2 separate regions of the Rattus norvegicus genome follow, and region 2 is linked to region 1. Evidence: chromatin contacts called from public Hi-C data. All regions are on one chromosome and are shown on one strand. The core of a region is the stretch at or near the end of the contact, and the rest is flanking DNA. Distances in the headings are between cores, read along the strand shown.

What was found. Hi-C and Micro-C count contacts between places; a contact is called where the count stands out from the background.
Region 2: a Hi-C map of psoas muscle shows a contact between it and region 1, with 1.8 times the contacts expected there. The contact joins two enhancer-like sites. A contact is called at or near these places in 6 of 12 Hi-C or Micro-C datasets (the Rat2 cell line, hepatocytes, kidney and 2 more).

What each region holds. Positions count from the first base shown.
Region 1 is chr13:105,412,168-105,416,984 of GRCr8, reverse strand. No RefSeq gene overlaps it. Among named protein-coding and RNA genes, the nearest start is that of Nenf, 11 kb to the left of the region's middle. Within about 2 kb of position 2,649, at least 7 of the 93 cell types and tissues checked have an H3K27ac peak or open chromatin away from gene starts, as enhancers often do.
Region 2 is chr13:105,493,646-105,498,462 of GRCr8, reverse strand. All of the region lies in intron 1 of Ppp2r5a (protein phosphatase 2, regulatory subunit B', alpha), which reads left to right. Among named protein-coding and RNA genes, the nearest start is that of Ppp2r5a, 11 kb to the left of the region's middle. Within about 2 kb of position 2,517, at least 8 of the 93 cell types and tissues checked have an H3K27ac peak or open chromatin away from gene starts, as enhancers often do.

The DNA of each region.
Region 1 (4,817 bases), core at 1,400-3,899:
AGAGAGACAGAGACAGAGAGAGAGACAGAGAGACAGAGAGAGAGAGACAGAGAGAGAGAGACAGAGACAGAGAGAGAGAGACAGAGAGAGACAGAGAGAGAGAGACAGAGAGAGAGAGACAGAGAGAGAGACAGAGAGAGAGAGACAGAGAGAGAGACAGAGACAGAGAGACAGAGAGAGACAGAGAGACAGAGAGACAGAGAGAGACAGAGAGAGAGACAGAGAGACAGAGAGAGACAGAGACAGAGAGAGAGACAGAGAGACAGAGAGAGACAGAGAGAGACAGAGACAGAGAGAGACAGAGAGGGAGAGAGAGAATGAGAATATGAAGGAGCCTTCCTCCCTCACAGGCTCACTCACTTTTCTGGCTGGCGATGTCACTGGCTGACTTTTCTTTTCTGTGGATGACTTTTTCTTTCATGATCTGGAGACAGGCGCCATCATTTCTACTCTTCATGGGCCCCACAAAGTCTCTCCCAAGGTCAAGGGGCATAGGTTTAGGACAAGCCCAGCTCTCTGTGGTCTCCTCCCTCGTGTCTCCTTAGCTCTCCTGAGATGGTACCTTGTTGTCTTGGCCTCAGGAGCACCTGACAGGCAGTGGGTGTTTGTGGCCTTGTAGAGCTGGGTTTCAGAGTCACACCTGTGTCTGACCTCTGACTGCATCACCGCAGGTCTGGTGAGGCTGGTTAGGGTCTAGGAACTTCAGTCTCTTAATGTTCCTAATGAGGGTAAAACAGCCATGTCACAAAGCTGGCCTGGGACTGGGGGAGGCAGGTGTGTGCCTAGCTGGTTACTGGCACCTGTGGGTGCTGTGTTTATCTACGTTTTTCCTCCCTCTGTTGCATACCACTCCACCTTCGAGGCCAGGAAGCAGGGGAATGGCCACAGGCAGGCAGAAGACATCTAGGTACATGCCTGGAGTTGAGGCAGTAGGATGTGATTTGGAGAAAGGGTGGATGGCAGTGACTGGGCCAGAGCTCTAGCTTGGCTCTCCTAGTGTCATCTCCAGGCCCTCAGATGCCTGTGGAGCCCCCAAACCCCCATGTCTCACTGGTAGTGGGGAAGCCTGACTCTCTCCAGGGAAGACCTGAGCTGCATTTTGCTACCTGGGACCTCATCACAACTGTTTCGGTGGTCCCACATCATCTCATTCCCCAATCCCTCCCCCTGCCCTCTGCACCCCATTTACTGGTTCTTGGTGAGGCTCCCACTTCACCCAGGATTGGGCATACATTCTGGAAGTGCTCTACTCAGTCTCCTCTGGAAGTGCTCTACTCAGTCTCCTCTGGAAGTGCTCTACTCAGTCTCCTCTGGAAGTGCTCTACTCAGTCTCCTCTGGAAGTGCTCTACTCAGTCTCCTCTGGAAGTGCTCTACTCAGTCTCCTCTGGAAGTGCTCTACTCAGTCTCCTCTGGAAGTGCTATACTCAGTCTCCTCTGGAAGTGCTATACTTAGTGTTGCTGTAAGTTATAAAAAGGGGGCTGTCTTTTACCCCCACTAGATCCAGCACTGCAGTGCCCTAAGATGTCTGGTAGATTTCTTGCCAGAAGCACACATCCCGATTCTGTGGCAGCCCAGTGTCTCTGCTGCCACACGCTCTACCAAACTAAATTCTCCACAAGAAAGAACACACAACACAATAACCTCTGATCCAGTTGATAAGATATAATTGCCCACATAAACATACAAAGCCCTATACACATCCATCCCTTAAGAATATTCATAACAGGGGTTGGGGATTTAGCTCAGTGGTAGAGCGCTTGCCTAGCAAGCACAAGGCCCTGGGTTCGGTCCCCAGCTCCGAAAAAAAAAAAAAGAAAAGAAAAGAAAAAAAAAGAACATTCATAACAACCTGTAAACACACAGAGTGGAATCTTAACATCAGCCTCCATGTTCTCTCTGTAGCTTCCTCCTCTAGTCTCTTCCAGTCTGCCCTTTTTTCCATTCCAGTCTCCTCTTCCCTCAGACTTTTCTCCTGCCCATCCTTCCTTCTCATCCAATGATAGGTCTCATTCTATCTTGTACCTGCCTCACCTGTATGACACCATCCCACAACACAGTCTGTTCTGGAAGTGCTATACTCAGTCTCCTCTGGAAGTGCTATACTCAGTCTCCTCTGGAAGTGCTATACTCAGTCTCCTCTGGAAGTGCTATACTCAGTCTCCTCTGGACCATGTACATGCTGCTCTCCCCTTGTCCACTCTGCCTTCAATAATCTATTTATTCTTAGATACTTCATCAGGGAAGTTGTTCAGTTACCTTTCCTGCCAAGATGGGAACACGATACCCATGTGGTTCTGCGATGGCCTGGAACCCGCAGAACTGTACCTGTATTTTATGCTAGCTTCTGGGGCTGGGACACCCTCATTCGGTTTGCCATATCCACGCAGTTAGCACAAAGTCATAAGCCTTGAATGTTTGATCCTATGTACACAAGGCAAAGAACATGTGAGAATGAATGAACAAGGAATGAACTGGTACTCCTGTCTCTGGGCACAGCCTCTCCCAGCCACCCTCTCCTGTCCCACACTCAGGGCTGTGTGGGTGAAATGTTGAACCTCCCTCTTGCTGACAAACTCTCCTCTCTGGCAGAGCCTATTGGAGTATCACCTGTCAGACCAACCTTGCCACAGTGTTTCCACAGCTCATCACGTGGGGCCTACATGAAAATAGCAATCGGTCCCCAGGCAACCACAGCAGCAAGTGGTAACCAGCCTGGGTGGTGTGCAAGGAAAACAAACACTGCCCTTGCTGCTGATCTTGGCTGCCCAGGGAGCCAGCTGGGCTGCCCTTTGTCTCGGACCACCTGCTCCAGAGTCCCAAGGGAAAACCAGGCAGGAAAAGACTTCCTGGAGCCAGAACATCCATCAGTCCTGGGGTTGCTGCCCTGTCCTCTCCCTGTGGGGTCATCAAGGGTGGTGGCTTCTAGATACCCTGCTGTCCAGGGATCTAGCTAGGGAATCAGGATGTTAGCCATTACGAGCAGAGGACAGACACATCTTGTTGCTCGAGTCTCCTGATGCTTTAGTTTCGGCTCAAGCCTTCAGTTCCCTGGTTCTAGACCACCGTCCCTGCTCTCCAGCAAGGCAGACAGCCTGGTTCTGGCCTTCTCTTATGTAGGATGTGGAGAGAGGGTGTGGGGGTATTGTCCAAGGTGCTGGAGGTCCTGGGGCAGGTTGCGAACTGAGGCAGTTATTAGAAAAGAAAGGTTAGAGTAAAGCAGTGGTGGCCAGGAGGCAGGGCTCTCGTTAGCACTGCCGGTCCCAGGGTCTGTTTCTGCCCTCGGGGTACCCAGGCACAGTCGAGCATGGGGCTGGACCAGAAGGAATGGGGCTTAGCCAGGTGGGTGGGTTAGACAGGAAATTGGTTAGTATGAGTGTGGGACAAACAGCCTTCTCTGGAGACAGTTGTCAGTGAAACAGCTCTCTTTATTGGGAAGGGGGGTGCACAGGGGCTACATAAATCTTGGGGAGTGGGTAGGGGTTTTCCGGGTGAGTATACAAGTTGGCTGAGGCTGAGGTGCTGGGAATGCTTCCTTTGCAGGAGGAATTTCAGGTACTTGTCCTTATAGGGAGAGAGGAAGTTTAACCTGTAATTTGGCCACCAGGTTCCCTGACTATCTTAACGGTGGCAGAGGTGGGGGTGGCAGAGGTGGGGGTGGCAGAGGTGGGGGTGGCAGAGGTGGGAGTGGCAGAGGTGGGGGGCATAAGGCTTATGTGCCCTGGGGCACGTAGGCTCAGAGCAGGGAAGAAGCAGTCCTACTCCTGCTGGTCTCAGGACAAGGTTTTGGGTGGTTTGGGCACGCCTCACTCTTGCTGGGGAATGGCTCCCCCAGTCCCACAGCTTCCCAACCTCATGTACCACGGGGGCGGGGGGTGGGCGGGAGAGCATCTGATATCTAAGCTGATCTGGAGCCTGGTGCTCACCCTGGGCTTGTGGATCTTGGCTCTGGTTATCTCTTCCCCTCAGGTAAGATCAGGCTCATTCAGGATGCTATAGCTGTCAGCACTTCTGTAATTTCCAGTTGTGCTCTGGCCTCAGCTCGTCCTGTTAAGCCTGTCTGAGTCTGCAGCATGGCTGGATGGTGGTTACAATGATGCCTGGCGGTGGAGCTGTGTGGGTCTCTGTATTTGCTACTTTGTATAGGAAGGTGCAGCTTCCACTGCAGTCCTGGCTCAAGCAATGACCCAGAGGACATAGCTTGGGGTGGGGGTCCTGGTGGCAGAGACTCTGGATCCTGGGCAGGAAGATGTCTTGAGACCCTGCTCCCCGACCTCCTTCCCATAGTTTAATCCTTAATCCTTTAGTCAACAAATATTTGCAGTGCTCTGGGCTGCCTAAGAATTCTGTAGTGAATTCAGTGGATGGTGTCCTCTGAGAGACTCCTTGAACCAAATCTGTGATACAGACTTGGACTACTGGGCCCCATGGCATCTTCAAAGGAAGTCTGTGGGGGCCAGACCCGCCAGGAGGAGCTCCTAGCTGATGGTGGCAACCAGAAGCCACCACAAAGACATAAGACAAGGCCTTGGGGACCAGTGGAAGCCAGGTGGGAAGTATCTGGGGCTCCTGGACCTCATCTTCCCCAGGCTCCTGGTTCTGTGCTTGGGGGCCTGAAATGGAGGGTTTGGTCTCAGCGTTAGGGAGACTCCTAAGGAGTCCCCAAACACTCACCCAGTGTCCCCCTGCCTGATCCTGCCTCTGCCGTCCCCTTTCTGCTTATCCATGGTCCTGTTCACCCTCAGCCATAACTGTTTCTCTGATTCAATGTGTTTGATTTCCCCACCACTCCATCAAAATGCAGGCAGCTTTTTGTTA
Region 2 (4,817 bases), core at 1,268-3,767, 82 kb before region 1:
GCCAGTAAGTAAAGATAACTTTTAGAGATAGTTGGGGGGGGGATGTATTTGCACATGTGTGTATTTGTGTGTGTGTGTGTGTGTGTGTGTGTGTGTGTGTGTGTGTGTGTATGTATGGGCTTAGAGACATGGTTCAGTGGTTAAGATTATTGACCACTCTTGCAGAGGACCTGGGGTTCATATCCCAGCACTCACCCAGCAGCTAACAACAGTTCTTAACTCTAGTTCCAGAGGATCTGTCACACTCTTCTTAGCTTTCATAGGCACCAAGCATACATGTGGTGTACAGACATACATGCAGGTAAAACATCCATACATGTAGAAGAAAAAACTTAAGATATATATTGTGCTACAAAGAGTAGAATGGATTGTGACAGAACAGGGCATTAAACAAAGGGAAGGGCCAGCGTGTGTGTGTGTGTGTGTGTGTGTGTGTGTGTGTGTGTGTGTGTGTGGGGGAGAGAGAGAGAGAAAGAGAGAGAGAGAGAGAGAGAGAGAGAGAGAGAGAGAGTATGTGAGTCATGCTAGCTCCATCCAGAATGTCAGCTGCAGAAATGGGAGGAGGTTTGTCTGAAGTACCTATAGATAGGACGTGTTAATTGTTTGCAGTGGGCAGAGGTAGAAAGTGGAGGACATGTCATTTAAAGGTGTGTTTATCTGGACACTGGGTGCACAGCCCTGCTGAGGAGGATGCTGGTAAAGGAACCAAGAAGGGAGGGGGGGATCCCATTTTATTTTGTAAGCATTACATTTGAGATCCTTTTGAAAATACAGTTCTAAATATAAAAAAGACCTTTGGATCTTCCTTTGTTACACAGATTTCTCTGTGTGTGTGCACACTTGCGAGTGTGTTTGAAGGTCAGAGGACAAGCTGGATGGTTTGGTTCTCTCTACCATATACGTTCTCAGGATGGAATGCAGGTCATCAGATGTAGAGAGCCATCTCACCAGCATATATGTTTATGTATGTGCATGTGTATGGAACGGTGTCCTCTGAGCATTTCTGTGACTAGCAAGCATAATTGCATTTGTTCTTTTACCCTCGGTAGCTAAGACTCTGAGATTTGTTGGTGAAGGACTTGTCACAGTTGGATTTGCCAGCCACTATGGGTAGTGTCCTTGGTTTGTTTGTAGCCGGAGATGATGTGCTGGGAGAAGTACGTGAGTGAGTGAGTTGTCCGTCTGTGCCTTTACACAAAATGCCTTGGAATCTGACACCTGCATTTAGAGCCTGCAGGGTGCTTATCGAGTGAAATAATGAAGCAAAGGCTATTACTAAGTCCATTTAAAGAAAAACATTTTATAGCTGTGAAGAGACACGATGAACAAGGCAGTTCACAGAAGGACGAGTTTATCGGGAATTTACAGTTTCAGAGAATTAAAAGTTCATAACTGTAATGTCCGTGAGCATGGCAGCAGACAGGCTGGAGCAGGAGCTTAGAATTTGCCTCTTATATGTAAACAGGAGACAGACAGACAGACAGACAGACAGACAGACAGACAGACAGACAGAGGGGAGAGAGAACTATCTGGGAATAGCATGGGCTTTTGAAACTCAAAGGCCAAGAAACTCCAGTGACATAGTCCTTCAACAAGGCCATACCTCCATCCTTCTCAGATGGTTCCACCAGCTAGGGACCAGTAACCAGCACAGGAACTGCGCATATAGACCAACATTCTTACCGTTTCGTAGATAAAGAAACCAAGCCCTAGGCCAGGTTGTATTCTTCGCCGCTCACTTACAGTTCGATCTTCCCGGTTGGTTGCTGATTCCTTCTCTGTCGTGCTAAACTGAAGATGCACGCTCACTGCCTTAAAGTCAAACTGAGCACCTTCCTTGAGAGATTTCTGAGAAAGCTGCTGGCTTCTTAGCCGCAGGAGAAGGGGCCGTGGGTGAACGTGCACCACTGTTTCACTGCCTTTAAACGACCTAGCGTTTGCCTTGAATAGTAGAGATCATTTGCTCCATGATTGATAACAAGATGACTGCTAATGGTGCAGCACCCCGGCGACGCAGATCGGAGTCACCAGTCGCTCAGTCACTGCTGGTGGTAGCTTGAACGTGTCATCCCAGATGGTCAAGAACGGAGGCTTTACCCGTCTTTGAGATGCTGTGTAGGATATAAGAACTTTCTCACACTTTGGCAACGTTAGCCCAGCACTGTCTTTCCCACTGGTCCCCCGCTCTCTGAAAGCAGGAAATGAAGTGGTCCGAGATAACAGACTTGTGTGTGAACTTAATTAGGAAAATTCGCCAAACATCACTGATTTTAGTCTCCTCAGGTTTCTAGAGGAGATGAACCTGGACAATCGTGCAGCATCTCTTTAAGGAGTATTCCAGATACATTTGTTCCTGTAGAGAGCCTTAACCTGAATGTAAGGACGACTGGAGGAGCAGATGTGACAACGACATGCTCCTTTGTTAGTCTGACGTCCTGTCTCCTTCCTGGGGAAGTCTGGTCATCCAGAAGGAGAGGGGAAAACATCTGAGCTTTCCTTAGCCGCTCCAGCTCTGGGGCAGCCAGACATGGAGTTGGTGCTTGGTGTAGCTGAGAGCTGGTGTTTCTGTGATCACCTGGATAGCCCTGCACACACTTGGAAGCTTGTTTTTAGTTCTAGAGCAGTGACGACTATTTTAGGATGTAATACTCGGTGTGAGTCATAAATGAGCCTCCCTTTCATTGTTTTCTGAAATAAGCCCGTTGAAAGAGTACACAGTGAGAAAGATCATTCTTAACTACCTCGTTTCTTCATGTGGCTGTTTTTGTTTTGTGTTTGGTGACTCCCCTTTCAGAGCAGGCCTCGTGCTTTGCTGTCAGTGAGACCAGTGTAAGGGAAGGCTAGCCTGGTCACCTCATGCTTTTTTTTTTTTTTTTTTTTTTTTCCCCCCCGGAGCTGGGGACTGAACCCAGGGCCTTGAGTTTGCTAGGCAAGCACTGTACCACTGAGCTAAATCCCCAACCCTCACCTCATGCTTATATAATACTATAAACCACATGACCTTTCTGAAAGGAAAACAACGCTTTTTAGATGATTCTGAATAAATTACTTATTCCTAGAAATAGTGAGTTGGGTCCTTTGAAACCTTTCAGGTAAATTGCACATGCTAGGGTTGTGGAGATGGTTCAGCAGGCAAGTGACTGATGCCAGGCCCAGTGACCTGTGTCTGTAGCTGTCCTCCGATTCCCACTCCCACCCTGTGCCCCGAGAGCACACACTCAGTCTAACATAAGTAGATGCTAATAAGTAGATAAATAATCTCACATACCAAAAGGAAGCTTTCTTTTTAGAAGTCGTTATTTACTTATCCATATGTGCATCTCTATGCATGTGTGTGCCCTCACACAGGCATGCCTTGGCACGCGTGTGGAGGTCAAAGGGCAGCTTGTGAGAGTTGGCCCTTCGGCATCTAAGGATTCAATGCAGGTTGTCAGGCGGGCAGCAAGTGTCTTTACTTGCTGACCTATCTCTTCTGGCTCAGAGCGTGCTTGTTTGTTTGTTTGTAGTGTTGAAGATTGGATGAGAAGCAGAAACTACTGTGGGTAGCGTTTCTAAGAGCCTTGTTTTAAGAGTTTATACATAGATTTATTAGAAAATCTAGTAGTCCATCATTGCCCCAGGAAATATCCTCACAGAGCCAGCCTGTGGTGGCGAAGGAACTGGAGCGGGTGTAGTTGTGGTCCTTCCATACCTGTTGAAGAAGGCAATGTTCTCCGTAAGAGAGCGGCAGGTGTTTCTTTAGGGTTGTGTGGGCATTAACACAAGATAGTTTCCTCCCAGCATCACAGTGAGAGCCATAGTTTCCTCAGCCTTCTACTTCATGTGTAAAGATCTGCTTAACATTTCTGGTTCCTTAAAAGTCTCAATTCAAATGAGATTAAGGAGATGACCCAAGTTTTCCATGTGTCTCCCAGTGACAGTTTTCAGCAGCAGTTTATTCATTTCCACGGCCAGGACTCTGTATAACATAACTAACTCATCCTTGTTCCCTGTTCTCACTGCTCGATTGGAAGTGAGGTCATCTGTGATTAGCTTCTCCTCCTCTCCTCCTTTCTCTGCCTCTCCCCTCCTCTCTTCCCTTTCTTGACTAGGTTATGCAGCCCAGGGTAGCCTGGAGCTCTCAGTTCTCCTGCCTAAGCCGTCAAAATACTGAGATTATAGGCACCTTCTAGCTAATAGTTAATATTTTGGAAGAAGAACTAACCTGTGTCCTTTAATTTTTCTAAATAGTAGTTATGGATACAGTTATATTTGAATGGTAATTAAAGCTGCTGTTAAGTTTAGGCAGTACTGCAGTGGTTTCCCTTAATAGTCCTTTATATATTAAGATATCAGACTGATAGTGTGCTGTTGACATTTCCTCGGGTGTGCTGTCTATACTTTCTTGGTTTTCAGTTGTAACGAAATCACAGACTCTTAACTCAGTCATAGTAATAGTGCTGAGTCATTTGTTAATAGATAAATAATCCCATTGCTTCCTTACTAAAGCCTGATCCTTAGTTTTAGATAAAAACTAGTTTAGGCTCTCAGTTATAACGTTCTCCGATATTGCCTAAAAGCTGCATGTCCTATATCTTGTGTCAGTCTCTTAAATTAGAATTCTGGACCACGTCCTCTGCATGCCTCCGAATGGTAGTTGGGTTGCTATGATACTGTGCTCATTCTGTTATTTGTAGCATGAATCTTATATGAGATGTTACTTTAGAATTCAAATAAATGAGCAGCAGTAACTGGGGATTATAAAATCATCTTATTGCAAATTATGCCTGCCCCTTTAAATATTTGTTACTAGGCACAGCACTAGCAAATGAGAGAGT